Linked DNA regions of Pan troglodytes: region 1 is linked to region 2. The links are chromatin contacts, called in public HiChIP or PLAC-seq maps. All regions are on one chromosome and are shown on one strand. The core of a region is the stretch at or near the end of the contact, and the rest is flanking DNA. Distances in the headings are between cores, read along the strand shown.

Evidence for each region. HiChIP or PLAC-seq counts read pairs in DNA pulled down with a chosen protein or histone mark.
Region 1: a contact with region 2 is called in an H3K4me3 HiChIP or PLAC-seq map of stem cell-derived excitatory neurons, with 8 times the contacts expected there. The contact joins the promoter of MCL1 here to the promoter of CERS2 in region 2. A contact is called at or near these places in 1 of 7 Hi-C or Micro-C datasets (stem cell-derived neural progenitor cells) and 1 of 1 datasets of contacts at active chromatin or transcription factors (stem cell-derived excitatory neurons).

Annotation. Positions count from the first base shown.
Region 1 is chr1:98,639,368-98,646,838 of NHGRI_mPanTro3-v2.0_pri, forward strand. MCL1 (MCL1 apoptosis regulator, BCL2 family member) reads left to right here and starts at 1,949. Exons shown (of 3, transcript XM_016926498.3): 1 at 1,949-4,347; 2 at 4,699-4,946; 3 at 5,702-7,471. The coding sequence starts at 3,660. The coding sequence ends at 5,818. It also overlaps the pseudogene LOC129137635.
Region 2 is chr1:98,236,844-98,244,427 of NHGRI_mPanTro3-v2.0_pri, forward strand. It overlaps CERS2 (ceramide synthase 2), which reads left to right and starts at 3,340. Exons shown (of 11, transcript XM_054670785.2): 1 at 3,340-3,618.

The DNA of each region.
Region 1 (7,471 bases), core at 699-3,198, 400 kb after region 2:
TGCCCGCCTCAGCCTCCCAAAGTGCTGGGATTACAGGCGTGAGCCACCATGCCCGACCAAGACTTGTTTCCTAATAAATAGGGCCAGGTGCAATGGCTCATGCCTATAATCCTAGCACTTTGGGAGGCCAAGGAGGGCAGATGGCTTGAGGCCAGGAGTTCGAGATTGGCCTGGACAACATGGTGAAACCCCATCTCTACAAAAAAACACAAAAATTAGCCAGGCATGGTGGTGCTGGCCTGTAGTCCCAGCTACTTGGGAAGCTGAGGTAGGAGTATCACTTTAGCTCAGGAGGTCAAGGTTGCAGTGAGCCGAGACTGCACCACTGCACTCCAGCCTGAGCAACATGGTGATACCCGTCTCAAAAAATAATAATAATAAATAATGAATAAAATGCAATTTATTTTAAAGTGAAACTTGCATTTCCTTTTTTAGCCTCTGTACAAGGAAAAATCATTGCTCCTCCTATTTCCTCAATCTCTTTCCACTTTACCACCTGATAAAATTTTACTTTATAAAGCATGAGAGCAAAGCTACCTCCTCCATAACACTTTCCTCTAGCTCTCTCAGCCCAAAGTGAATTTCCCAACCTCTTAACTCCAAAATGAAGTTGTTAATGCCTTGTGTAGAGCATACATTCCATCTCACATTATGGTTAGTTGCTGTACAAGATTAGACATTCCTTAAATAGAGAAACTATTTCTTATTCACTACAACCACAAAATGCTCTATCCTCGCCACTCATACTATAAACCCCTATGGTTCTAGGTCCTGCCCAAAACATAAATGGGTGGTATGGACGCCGTATCACCTTACTAAACTGTGACATTTTGGGGATTAGGAACTTTTGGCGAAGAGGGAGACTCATGCCTATAATTCCAACACTTTATTTATTTATTTATTTATTTTTGAGATGGCGTTTTGCTCTTGTTGTCCAGGCTGGAGTGCAATGGCGCACTCTCAGCTCACCGCAACCTCCGCCTCCCAGGTTCGAGCGATTCTCCCGCCTCAGCCTTCCAAGTAGCTGGGATTACAGGCATGTGCCACCACGGCCCGGCTAATTTTGTATTTTTAGTAGAGATGGAGTTTCTCCATGTTGGTTGGGCTGGTCTCAAACTCCTGACCTCAGATGATTCGCCTGCCTTGGCCTCCCAAAGTGCTGGGATTGCAGGTGTGAGCCACCGCGCCAGGCCTCATTATTATTATTATTTTTTGAGACCGAGTCTTGCTCTGTTGCCCAGGCTGGAGTGCAGTGGCACTATCTTGGCTCACCGCAACCTCCATCTCTTGGGTTCAAGCAGTTCTCCTGTCTCAGCCTCCAGAGTAGCTGGGATTACAGAGGCGCACCACCACACCCATCTAATTTTTGTGTTTTTAGTAGAGACAGGGTTTCGCCATGTTTCCCAGGCTGGTCTCAAACTCCTGGGCTCAAGCGATCCACCCACCTCAGCCTCCCAAAGTGCTGGGATTACTGGCATGAGGCACAGAGCCCGGTCTGTAATCCCAACACTTTGGGAGGCCAAGGTAGGAGGATCACCTGAGTCCAGGAGTTCAAGACCGGCCTAGGCAAAATAGTGATACCCCATCTCTACAAGAAATAAAAAAATTAGCCAAGTATAGGGGCATGCACCTGTGTTCCTCTCTACTCGCGAGGCTGTGGTGGGGGGATCACTTCAGCCCAGGAAGTTGAGGCAGCAATGAGCACTGATGGTGCCACTGCACTCCAGCCTGGGTGACAGGGCAAGACCTCATCTCAAAAAAATAAATAAAAAGTGAGCTTGCTCACCTTTCCTATGTCTCTCAGCACCTTGCTTTTGAATTTTAGCTATTATTTTTACAGATCTTTTAACAAAAAGGCTGCTTTAATTAACGTTAACTAACATACATGGCATATAAGAAGATCCTTGTTCTCAAGGGCTTTACAAACCTCTAGAGTCAAATGTGCCTTATTATCAGTATAAAAATAAATGGTGTCAGCTGGGTGCAGTGACTCATGCCTGTAATCCCAGCACTTTAAGAGGCTGAGGCAGGTGGATCACCTGAGGCCAGGAGTTTGAGACCAGCCTGGCCAACATGGTGAAACCACATTGTCAGGCCTCTGAGCCCAAGCCAAGCCATCGCATCCCCTATGACTTGCATGTATACATCCAGATGGCCTGAAGTAACTGAAGATCAACAAAAGAAGTAAAAATAGCCTTAACTGATGACATTCCACCATTGTGATTTGTTTCTGCCCCACCCGAACTGATCAATGTACTTTGTAATCTCCCCCACCCTTAAGAAGGTTCTTTGTAATTCTCCCCACCCTTGAGAATGTACTTTGTGAGATCCACCCCTGCCCGCAAAACATTGCTCTCAACTTCACCACCTGTCCCAAAACCTGTAAGAACTAATGATAATCCATCACCCTTTGCTGACTCTCTTTTCGGACTCAGCCCGCCTGCACCCAGGTGAAATAAACAGCCATGTTGCTCACACAAAGCCTGTTTGGTGGTGTCTTCACACAGACGCGCATGAAACACATCTCTACTAAAAATACAAGAATCAGCTGGGCGAGGTGGCGCACAGCTGTAATCCCAGCACTTTGGGAGGCTGAGACAGGCGGGTCACTTGAGGCCATGAGTTCGAGACCAGCCTGGCCAACATCGTGAAAACCCCATCTCTACCAAAAATACAAAAACTAGCCAGATGTGGTGGCGCACACCTGTAATCCCAGCTACTCGGGAGGCTGAGGTACCGAATCGTCTCAACGTGGGAAGTGGAGCTTGTAGTGAGCCGAGATCGCCCCACTGCACTCCAGCCTGGGCAACAGAGCTAGACTCTGTCTCAAAACAAACAAAAAATGGTGTCAAGACTCTCAGACGAGATGCTAATGGATTAAGGCCTATATGTAAATAGCACCAAAGACTATGGAACAGAGATGGGAGAAGCAAGCAGGGAGGCAGGAATAGTTTAGCTGTGGCAGTTTTAGTTTAGTCCACTTACATAAATGGTTCTTTAGGGTAGCACATGGAGCATCCTCATTTCCAAACATTGGACTGAGAGTAGAGAGCTGTGCAAAATAACCACAAGTCCCCAACTATGCCCTCTTAATTATCCCTATCATCTAAGACTGTTGTTCCCATCCATCACTGAACTTCCCCGTCTTCTTCCTTCAACCCCTGTGTTAGTCAATGGTTGAAATTTTGATTTGGTAAAAAACCTCTGGCGAAAACCAGCAAAAAGGGCTCGCAAATCAGGTCTCAGGGAAGCACAGAGGTAGCCACGAGAAGGCCCGAGGTGCTCATGGAAAGAGCTCGAGCCCAGGAGGAGCTCGAGCCTGGGAGGACCCCAGGCGCTCGGAGCCGCCGTTACGTAACCGGCACTCAGAGCCTCCGAAGACCGGAAGGCCCCGCTCAGGCCCCGGCCCCGGCCCCGCCCCGGCCCGGCCGGGCAGCCGGTAGGTGCCGTGCGCAACCCTCCGGAAGCTGCCGCCCCTTTCCCCTTTTATGGGAATAGTTTTTTTAAAAAAATAAGAGTTCGCTGGCGCCACCCCGTAGGACTGGCCGCCCTAAAACCGTGATAAAGGAGCTGCTCGCCACTTCTCACTTCCGCTTCCTTCCAGTAAGGAGTCGGGGTCTTCCCCAGTTTTCTCAGCCAGGCGGCGGCGGCGACTGGCAATGTTTGGCCTCAAAAGAAACGCGGTAATCGGACTCAACCTCTACTGTGGGGGGGCCGGCTTGGGGGCCGGCAGCGGCGGCGCCACCCCTCCGGGAGGGCGACTTTTGGCTACGGAGAAGGAGGCCTCGGCCCGGCGAGAGATAGGGGGAGGGGAGGCCGGCGCGGTGATTGGCGGAAGCGCTGGCGCAAGCCCCCCGTCCACCCTCACGCCAGACTCCCGGAGGGTCGCGCGGCCGCCGCCCATTGGCGCCGAGGTCCCCGACGTCACCGCGACCCCCGCGAGGCTGCTTTTCTTCGCGCCCACCCGCCGCGCGGCGCCGCTTGAGGAGATGGAAGCCCCGGCCGCCGACGCCATCATGTCGCCCGAAGAGGAGCTGGACGGGTACGAGCCGGAGCCTCTCGGGAAGCGGCCGGCTGTCCTGCCTCTGCTGGAGTTGGTCGGGGAATCTGGTAATAACACCAGTACGGACGGGTCACTACCCTCGACGCCGCCGCCAGCAGAGGAGGAGGAGGACGAGTTGTACCGGCAGTCCCTGGAGATTATCTCTCGGTACCTTCGGGAGCAGGCCACCGGCGCCAAGGACACAAAGCCAATGGGCAGGTCTGGGGCCACCAGCAGGAAGGCGCTGGAGACCTTACGACGGGTTGGGGATGGCGTGCAGCGCAACCATGAGACGGCCTTCCAAGGTAAGGGGGTTCATTAATCGCCAAGGCCTCACTCCCTTTTTTCCATCTCTCCCCGGACTCACCCGCCAAGGGTGGGTTGGAAACCGAAACGAGTCAGTGTTGAAACGTGTCTCATCCTATTCTTGAAGCCAGAATATTCTGGCCATGAGTCATTGTTTCCGCCCATCTTGATTCTTTTGGAAATGGCAGCTCTTGTTCAAAGACCGGAAAGGGTGGGATGTCAATTTCAAGTGGGGTCAACCTGAGTTCTGTAAATCCCAGTAGCGACTTTCCCGCCGCGGGTGGGCAGGCGAATCTTGCGCCGGTTTAGACAAAGGAGGCCGTGAGGACCTGCATGCTTTTCTTCCTCAGGCATGCTTCGGAAACTGGACATCAAAAACGAAGACGATGTGAAATCGTTGTCTCGAGTGATGATCCATGTTTTCAGCGACGGCGTAACAAACTGGGGCAGGATTGTGACTCTCATTTCTTTTGGTGCCTTTGTGGCTAAACACTTGAAGACCATAAACCAAGAAAGCTGCATCGAACCATTAGCAGAAAGTATCACAGACGTTCTCGTAAGGACAAAACGGGACTGGCTAGTTAAACAAAGAGGCTGGGTAAGTTTGCCTTAAGGATGAAAGGGGCCTTGGAGTGGAAGTAGAATGAAGGATTTTTTTTTAGAGAGGTGGGGATATCTAAAGGTTTTTATGACGCACGGCTGTTTGCAGGCTCTAACTAAAGGACCATTGTTTATTTGATGTTGATTTAAGTAGTGGATCCTTAGAGATAGTGGTATGGCGGTCTTGAATTGTATCAAAAATCTTGGTTTTCTCTAGGCTATTTTTTGTTCCAATTCAGTTGAATACTCTTCAGTGGATTCAAAGCATGAAAAAATAAGTCACCGGGGGAGGATAGCTGAATTAATTCCTAAGGCGCTCCCTGTTTTAATAGAGAAGATATGGGGTGGAGCCTGCGTTTTAAACAGAAACCCAGATCTGATGCAGGATGTATTTAACTACGTTGAGAAAAACTGATCTGCGCAGTTGAGGTGTTACTGAAATATTAGGTGGTGGAGATTTGAGAATAAGGGTTTTCGTCTTTTACCTCATGGGAACTCTGGAAGTCCCTTTGTTAGGATAAATCCTAATAAGACCAAGATAGTACCGTAAAATGAAGTTTAACTATCATGGGTGCCCGCTTAAGAAACTGAAGAACTTATTTTCTTTTTTTGCCCCGGGGTGAATAATAATTGGTTTACTATTGCTTTAGGGGGAAACCTTAGATATTTTAATTTACCTTCTCTCTGGTAGTAGTGTTGTTAAGAGAGCAGAAACCCATACTTGAAAATGTGCTTTTCTTTTTTGTTTTCTAGGATGGGTTTGTGGAGTTCTTCCATGTAGAGGACCTAGAAGGTGGCATCAGGAATGTGCTGCTGGCTTTTGCAGGTGTTGCTGGAGTAGGAGCTGGTTTGGCATATCTAATAAGATAGCCTTACTGTAAGTGCAATAGTTGACTTTTAACCAACCACCACCACCACCAAAACCAGTTTGTGCAGTTGGACTCCAAGCTGTAACTTCCTAGAGTTGCACCCTAGCAACCTAGCCAGAAAAGCAAGTGGCAAGAGGATTATGGCTAACAAGAATAAATACATGGGAAGAGTGCTCCCCATTGATTGAAGAGTCACTGTCTGAAAGAAGCAAAGTTCAGTTTCAGCAACAAACAAACTTTGTTTGGGAAGCTATGGAAGAGGACTTTTAGATTTAGTGAAGATGGTAGGGTGGAAAGACTTAATTTCCTTATTGAGAACAGGAAAGTGGCCAGTAGCCAGGCAAGTCATAGAATTGATTACCCGCCGAATTCATTAATTTACTGTAGTGTTAAGAGAAGCACTAACAATGCCAGTGACCTGTGTAAAAGCTACAAGTAATAGAACTATGACTGTAAGCCTCAGTACTGTACAAGGGAAGCTTTTCCTCTCTCTAATTAGCTTTCCCAGTATACTTCTTGAAATAGAAAGTCCAAGTGTTCAGGACTTTTATACCTGTTATGCTTTGGCTTGGTTTCCATGATTCTTACTTTATTAGCCTAGTTTATCACCAATAATACTTGACGGAAGGCTCAGTAATTAGTTATGAATATGGATATCCTCAATTCTTAAGACAACTTGTAAATGTATTTGTAAAAATTGTATATATTTTTACAGAAAGTCTATTTCTTTGAAACGAAGGAAGTATCGAATTTACATTAGTTTTTTTCATACCCTTTTGAACTTTGCAACTTCCGTAATTAGGAACCTGTTTCTTACAGCTTTTCTATGCTAAACTTTGTTCTGTTCAGTTCTAGAGTGTATACAGAACGAATTGATGTGTAACTGTATGCAGACTGGTTGTAGTGGAACAAATCTGATTGATTAACTATGCAGGTTTAAATTTTCTTATCTGATTTGGTAAGTATTCCTTAGATAGATTTTTCTTTGAAAACCTGGGATTGAGAGGTTGATGAATGGAAATTCTTTCACTTCATTGTATGCAAGTTTTCAATAATTAGGTCTAAGTGGAGTTTTGAGGTTACTGATGACTTACAAATAATGGGCTCTGATTGGGCAATACTCATTTGAGTTCCTTCCATTTGACCTAATTTAACTGGTGAAATTTAAAGTGAATTCATGAGCTCATCTTTAAAGCTTTTACTAAAAGATTTTCAGCAGAATGGAACTCATTAGCTGTGTGCATATAAAAAGATCACATCAGGTGGATGGAGAGACATTTGATCCCTTGTTTGCTTAATAAATTATAAAATGATGGCTTGGAAAAGCAGGCTAGTCTAACCATGGTGCTATTATTAGGCTTGCTTGTTACACACACAGGTCTAAGCCCAGTATGTCAATAAAGCAAATACTTACTGTTTTGTTTCTGTTAATGATTCCCAAACCTTGTTGCAAATTTTTGCATTGGCATCTTTGGATTTCAGTCTTGATGTTTGTTCTATCAGACTTAACCTTTTATTTCCTGTCCTTCCTTGAAATTGCTGCTTGTTCTGCTCCCTCTACAGATATTTATATCAATTCCTACAGCTTTCCCCTGCCATCCCTGAACTCTTCCTAGCCCTTTTAGATTTTGGCACTGTGAAACCCCTGCTGGAA
Region 2 (7,584 bases), core at 2,090-4,589:
AGCATCCATGTTTCTCAGCTGCCTCTCAGTGTTTTCTTCATCCCACAATGCAGGCAAGGCAGATTTGGGCTCCCTCTCAGTGGAATACAGGGGAAAGGCAGCCACATACACCGCCTCCACTGTTCATGCATGTCCACCTCTTCAGCCTCCAAGTCCCACATTGCTTTTATTTATTTATTGAGACCGAGTCTTACTCTGACACCCAGGCTGGAGTGCAGTGGTGTGATCTCAGCTCACTGTAACCTCCGCCTCCCAGGTTCAAGTGATTCTCCTTCCTCAGCCTCCCGAGTAGCTGGGATTACAGGGCCTACCACCACACCCAGCTAATTTTTGTATTTTTAGTAGAGACGGGGTTTCACCATGTTGGCCAGGCTGGTCCCAAACTCTTGACCTCAGGTTATCCGCCCACCTCAGCCTCCCAAAGTGCTGGAATTATAGGCATGAATCACTGCACCCAGCCTTTTATTTATTTATTTTTGAGACGGAGTCTCACTCTGTTGCCAGGCTGGAGGGCAGTGGCATGATCTCGGCTCACTGCAACCTCACCCTCCTAGGTTCAAGCAATTCTCCTGCCTCAGCCTCCAAAGTAGCTGGAACTACAGGCATGTGCCACCATGCCTAGCTAACTTTTGTATTTTTAGTAGAGATAAGGTTTCACCATGTTGGCCAGGCTGGTCTTGAACTCCTGACCGCAGGTGATCCACCCACCTCGGCCTCCCAAAGTGTTGGGATTACAGGCATAAGCCACCACGCCTGGTCCCTACATTGCTTTTCTGCAAATACTTTCCATTGCCTGATTTCAGAATACATAGAAACTCCTCTTGGCTATTTTACCTCTCTGTTAGGAAATGTTTCCTCCCCGAAACTCCTGGCCCCTGAATCTCTATTAGGTACTAGCTAGGCTCTGCTTCTTACCCAAATAGACTTCAGTGTTAACAGTTTCACCTGACCTGAAAATCCTACCTTCCACATTTGGGCTCCCTGTATGCTTGCCCATCCACAAAGCCTGCCCAGATAGCTAAACTCGGGGCTGAAGGCCTGGAGATGGCCTGTCCTCTCCTTGGGACAGTTCAGCAGCCCATACAGAGGAAGTGAGTCACTGCAAGGCAGGCAGCACTTGGGGCACTGTGGGCGTGGCCATGCCAGCCTACGTGTTGGGGGATGGGTTGGAAGGGTGGTGATCACAGTCTCCGGTCCAGCCAAGGCAAGCGGTGTGTGTGCTCCCCAAGCGTGCTGACAAAGCTGGTCGCATCATCCCGGTGCTGGCTGAGGCCCAGTTTCCCCTTCTCCATCCACCTCCTCTTTTGTCTCCTGGGGGAGGAATATACCCTCTTATCTTTATTTCTCAGGCCCTGGTTATCCAACTTCTGCCCCAGAACTTCCCCTCCCCACTGCTATCTTAAAAAAAAGAAAAAAAAGTTAACCAGTCTTCAGTTCTCCTGAGGAAGCATTTGAAAAGTCTGGTAGGGACTACAGGAAAGCCTGGCACTTAGGAAAACCACAAGAAAGGGATTCAGAACTAAAAGAAGGAAGATGAATAGGACGGAGGTGTGGAGAGTGTTAGAGACCCGAAGGTGAGCTGCGGCCCAAAGAGCCCTGGAACTATGCTGGAAAAAAGGTGTGTAGGTGTGTAGCAGATAAGGACTCTGGGGAGAGCACTGAAGAAAGGAAGAGGGAACTTTGGAATTAGAAGGCTGAAGGAGGAGAGTTCCAAGCGGGTAGAAAGAGACAATTGGGATGCAAGGTGGCTCACGCTTGTAATCCCAGCACTTTGAAAGGCCAAGGTGGGTGGATGGTTTGAGCTCAGGAGTTCACGACCAGCGTGAGCGACATGGTGAAATCTCAAAAATACAAAAATTAGCCGGGCGTGGTGGCGTCGCCTGTGGTCCCTGCTACTTGGGAGGCTGAGGTGGAGGATAGCTTGAGCCTGGAAGGTCGAGGCTGCAGTGACAGAGTGAGACCTCCTCTCCAAAGGGGGAAAAAAAAAAGAAAGGAAAGAAAGATACAATGGAAGATATGCTAATAAGGGAGGGAGGAGAAAAACACAGCTGGAGGGGTTGCTGGAAACTGGGAGATCAGGCAGGCCTGGGGCTTAGAAAAGCCTAGAGAAACCCTGGGAGCTGGTTAGGGGCCACCACTCTCATCTTTCCCATGGTGTGTCAGGGCTGCGGGTCCCCCTGAAAAGAGAGGCAGAACAAACAGTTGGGTCAGACAGCCTCTACCTCCTTACCCTCCAGAAAGGGCCTGAGATGAGGGATGGGCCCTCCAACTGGATTAGTGGGGGTTGCACTCCTTCCTACGAGGACTTGACCAGATAAACGGGGAAACAAGCTACTGTCAGAGGCTCTGATTGCAACAGCATAAAAAAGGCAATACTTCATCTAGGTGAGAAATTTGACAAAAGTACCTCTCCATGGAGTAAGCTGCAGCTCTCCCTGTATAGGAGCCCTCAAATACATCTTAGTCACCACTCGTTCACGTTAGGAGTTAAGACCAGCTTTCTAGGAAAACCATGTTGCATCTTCCAACAGTAATTACTTCTGAAACAGTAATTTTACCACACGACTCAAGGGGAAAACTTTTTTTTTTTTTAATTTATAAAGGAGTTGGGGGTCTCGCTATGTTGACCAGGCTGGTCTTGAACTCTGACCTCAAGTGATCTGCCCACCTCGGCCTCCCAAAGTGCTGAGATTACAGGCATAAGCCACCGCGCCAGGCCAAGGGGAGAACACTTTTTTTTTTTTTTTTTCCTGAGACGGAGTCTCACTCTGTCGCCCAGGCTGGAGTGCAGTGGCGAGATCTCGGCTCACTGCAAACTCCACCTCCAGGGTTCAAGCGATTCTCGTGGCTCAGCCTCCCGAGTAGCTGGGATTACAAGCGCGAGCCACCGTGCCCGGCTAATTTTTGTATTTTTAGTAGAGACAGGGTTTAACCATGTTGGCCAGGGTGGTCTCGAACGCCTGACCTCAGGTGATCTGCCCGCCTCGGCCTCCCAAAGTGCTGGGATTACAGGCGTGAGCCACCGCGCCCGGCCGGAAAACACTTTTTAACACGAAATCGAATACGGATAAACGTGGTGTCATTTGAAAACTCATACATTTTACAAAACAAAAGTTGGGGTGGCTCTTTCAGACAGGGCCGCCGGGTGTGCGCAAGTTCGGGTTTGCTCTTCCTTGCCACGGGGGTAGGTCCCGTAGCACCTAGGTGGAAAGGCCGCGGCTTTTACGGCGGGGTAGGCGAGGGTCGCCCGAGTGATCGCAGGCTCCGACTGGGTCTCGAGGGTCGGCTGCTTCGGTCTGCCCTGGAGAGGTTTTCAGCTTCGGCGCGAGGCACTTGGGCAGGATCCCCGGGCTGCACCCTCCTCCGCCCGCGCCCCGTGGGGCTGGAAGTGGGAATGTGCCCACCCTGGCGGGCACCGGGGGCCGCACAGCAGTTGGGGGTGGGTGGGGGTGGGTAGGAGTAAGGGGGCAGGGACACCGCCACTCGGAGCCCGGGACCCCGCGGCATCCAGTGCGTCTGTGTCGGTCCCAGTGGGAGACCTCCCACCCCGAAAAGAGACCGAAGTGGCGGAAGGAGCCCGCACCCGCCTCCCCACGTCGGCGGCTTCTCTAGCGCAAGGTGACGGGCGTGGACGCGGCTGTGGGGCCGGGAGCGGAGGGCTGGGGTCTGGGCTCCCGCGCCGGGGCGAAGGGGCAGCCGCAGCGCAGAGGCCCGCCCCGCCCTCCCCTCCCGTCCACGCCCAGCCTCCCGGCCCTTGGGCTGCTCGCGGCCTTTTCCCGGCTGGGCTCGGACTCAGCTCGACTGGGCTCGGCGGGCGGCGGCGGCGGCGCCGGCGGCTGGCGGAGGAGGGAGGGCGAGGGCGGGCGCGGGCCGGCGGGCGGGCGGAAGAGGGAGGAGAGGCGCGGGGAGCCAGGCCTCGGGGCCTCGGAGCAGCCACCCGAGCAGACGGAGTACACGGAGCAGCGGCCCCGGCCCCGCCAGCGCTGCCGCCGGGTGAGTCGGGGCCCCCGCCCGGCGCCCGAGCCCCGCGCGGGGGTGGGAAGGGGCTGCGGAAAAGTTGGGAGCCCCGGGTGCCGCTTTGTCGCGGGGCCACGGAGGGGTCGGGCTGGGAAGGCCGCGGGGCCGGGGCGAGGAGGGAGGCGGCGCTGGCGGGGGGCGCTGCGGGCGCTCATGGCGGCGGCCGCCGGGTAAGGCGGGCGCAGCGCCTCAAGGGAGCGGCCGGGGCCGGCGGGCCTGGCGCCGCGGTGTCCGCGGCAGCGCCGCCCTGAGCCGGAGAAGCTTTCCCGGGCAACAGGTAGGGCGGAAGGTGGGGACGCGGGGGCTGCGGGCGACGGGGCCGAGCCGCGGGCTTCCCTTTGTTGGGGAGTGGAGGAGCTTGGTGACCATTGGCGCGAGAGCCTCCACCCTGGCAGCGGCCCGCGGGGTTGCCCTGGCCTGGACGCGTCCTGTGGCTTGGGTGGGAGGAGAGGGGAGGGCCCTGCCCCGTTTTCTTCCTACCGGCCCACCGTGCCCACCTCGCAGGCGAGGTCAGAGCTTCCATGTGCTTAACGGGAAACAGGAAGGAGCGGCCCAGAGCGCCTGCCCCGGCCCGGTAGGGCTAAGGCATACCGTTATGAGGTGTGGGTGGCTGGCAAGGGAGCTCCTGGTGGAACTGGCTTTCTGGGCCGTAGCTTGTTAATCACTAGAGGCCCGTGGCAAGTGGGTTGACTGCAGGTGTAGAGCACTCATCTTTAGCCTGCAGTTGGAGTCTCTCCCTCCCTAAGCCTAGCTCCTGGCATCAAAACCTGGTTTCAGTCACCTGAGTTGCCAGGCCCAGGTTCAGGGGGTTCTGAGGATCGTGGCGAATGCAGTGAGCCCCTGTTCCTGGAGAAGTGAGTCCGAGCAGGTCTCCAGCAGGCAGTCACCCCCATATCTGTGCTGGGGCAGGGGTGGGTGGCGGTTGCTGCCGCATACCGGAGTCGGGATGACCGCACCGGGGTGTGAGTGGCTGCACATGTAAAGGGGCTCCTAAGGGTAAGGACTTGCCTGCAGTCCTGTCCCTGAGGACCTGGCGCTGACCATACCGTGATCTGCACAGTCTGTTCCAGAAAGGGATCCTTTTCTCCCCTGGTCCCCCACTCCCCTCACTGGGGCCTCTGGCCAGATTTTCCCCTGGGAGGAAGGGCCTCCTTTTTCCCCTGTCACTGGCCACAGGCTGGCTGATCCCTCACTGTGTCCTTCAACACCGCCCCAGCTGTCTCTCAAACCTACCGGCGTCTCCCTGCCCCTGGGGCCATAGTCTCATGCAGTGTTTGGGTCCGTGGAGGCCTTTGGTGGGACTTTGCAGACAAGCTGTAGGCCAGATGAGGCTAAGGACTACTGTTCTGACTGCCTCTCACCCACCTCTTTTTTACAATCTGGCTTATTTTGAGGCCCATCCTGCAGCCTGGAGGGATAACACACCTCTCATTGGCTCCATCCATGGCTTGTAGACTTATAGTTCATGACCTGCTTCTGTTGCCTGAAAGTTTTCAACAAGGAAGACTATTCAGGACTTCTTCAGTGGAAGCAGGGAGCCGGTGGGACCTTTGTCACTCCTCCCTTGTCAACAACTCCTTTCTATTTTCCTCAGTTATTCTTCCAAACTATGAGAGCCAGTCAGACTGACCACCTGGAGTCTGAGAGAATTCCTTCCTCTCAGGCCGAAACTTCTGCCTTCTCAGCCGTTTGGATCTACAGACTCCCATGGGGATCCTCTGCTCCTTTCATCCACCTAGAGGGGTCTTGTGGGGGTGTCAGTCAGAGTTGGGGCAAAGGTTGGGGCTGGACAGAGTGCTGCTCAAGTTCCTGCTAATCCAATGCCAGTTAAATCCCTGCTCTTCTGGCCCCTCTCCAGCCTGTGCCTCAGAAAGTGGCATCTGTGCCTCCAAGGCAGGTGCGTGTGAGAGAGAGCGTAGACAGATACCATGTCTCTTCATGTGTATGGGGGAGTGAAGTCTGGGTGGAAAAGTGTTTCTAGATGTGATTTTCTCCATAAGAAGTCAAGTAACTGCCCTGAAGGCCCAGGGGGCCTGGAAAAACAGGGTTGTCTCCTTACCGTGTGTACACTTCAGCTTTTCTTGCCCCAGCCTCTTGTTTATGGGGTCTTGCTTGGATCTGTGTGCTGGTGCTAAGAGGCCTCCCCAGTACTGCCACAGGGACCCAACTCTTTGGTTCTGTGGGGATGTGTAAGTGAGGCCGGCCAGGCCCCAGCTGTCCTCCCCTCTCTTCATGTTGAGTCAGAGGTCCTGACCCTGCTGAATCTGGGGCCTCCCTGCTGGGGAGATGGGGGTAGTGCCTCTCTGCTAATGGAGGTGCAGGACCACCATGGAGGGCTGTGGTCATGGGAAGCCTGCAACCTCGGTGTAAAAGCCCCCATTAATCTGCATTTCCCAAGTCTTCCACTCTCCCTGCTTGGAGTGGAAGAGGACAGGCGCTATCTCATCTTGGGGATGAGGAAGTTGCACTGCCCAGGTGTCTGTCCTTGACCATGCTCTAGTGCCTACTTTGCCTGCCCCCCACCCCCTGCTTTGCAGGCATGAGACATTCCTGGGCCCCAGGAGTCCAGCAGGGGCTCCACCCTCCCTCTGCGACTCCAGCCTGCTGCCTGACTAGAGAAACATCCCTGCCAGTTTTCACAGACCTGGTTGGGGATGGGATCTGAAGTCTAGGACTGCCAGGGCAACATGGTACCTTTGGCTTTACATTTCCCTGGAGAAGTTGGGCTCCAAGAGATAGCAGTCAGGTGACTGGGTCAGGCTGATTTCTCGCTTCCAATCAGGCTGAGCAAAAAAGTGGGAAGAGGGGGCCATGTGCACACATCAAAGTGTTCCGCATTGTCCCTTCTCTGTGCATTTTCTACCCTTGTCCCTTCTTTATTCAATTTTCTACAACTTTTCTCTAGGAAAAAAGTGTGTGTTTGTGTGGGGAAAGTTCCACTGTGGATAATTACATTTAATTTTGTTCAGTTCAGAAGGCTTCCGTCTGTTTAATTAAATATTTATTCTGGCTGAGGTGGAAGGGGCAGGGGCAGTGTCTGGAATGTGTGTGTGTGATTTGGGGGAGGAGGAGGGGAGAAGGTGGAGCTGAAGCTCCTTTGCTGGCAGTGCTGACCTCTGATTTCATCCGAGAGAGCAGTGACCAGGAGTGGGGACAAGGGGGTAAAGTCCTTGAGCTGGAATACTGACCCGTGACAGGCTGAGGGATTTCGCAAGGGCTACAGTGGTGGGTGGGGGTGGAGCGGGAGCTGTCAGAGCAGCAGCAGGACCAGCCCAACCCAGCTGTGGTCTCAGGCTCTGTCTTCAGTCAGTGGCACCAACTAGTCTCCAGGTCACTGTGGATAACAATTTCACCACTCTCTTTTCTTCCTGTCTCTGCTTTCACTTTCTGGGCCAGCCTAAATCCCACTGCCTCATCTCCTTCCCAGGAGAACAAGGGGTGGGGAGCCTGGAAAAGACTGTCATGGTCATCCTGCTGCGGCTTCTTGCTGAGTCCTAGGATTGCCAGGTGTTGTGCTGGACCCAGCATCCCTGGCTCTCCTGGACCATCTTGCCATTCCTCTCAGCT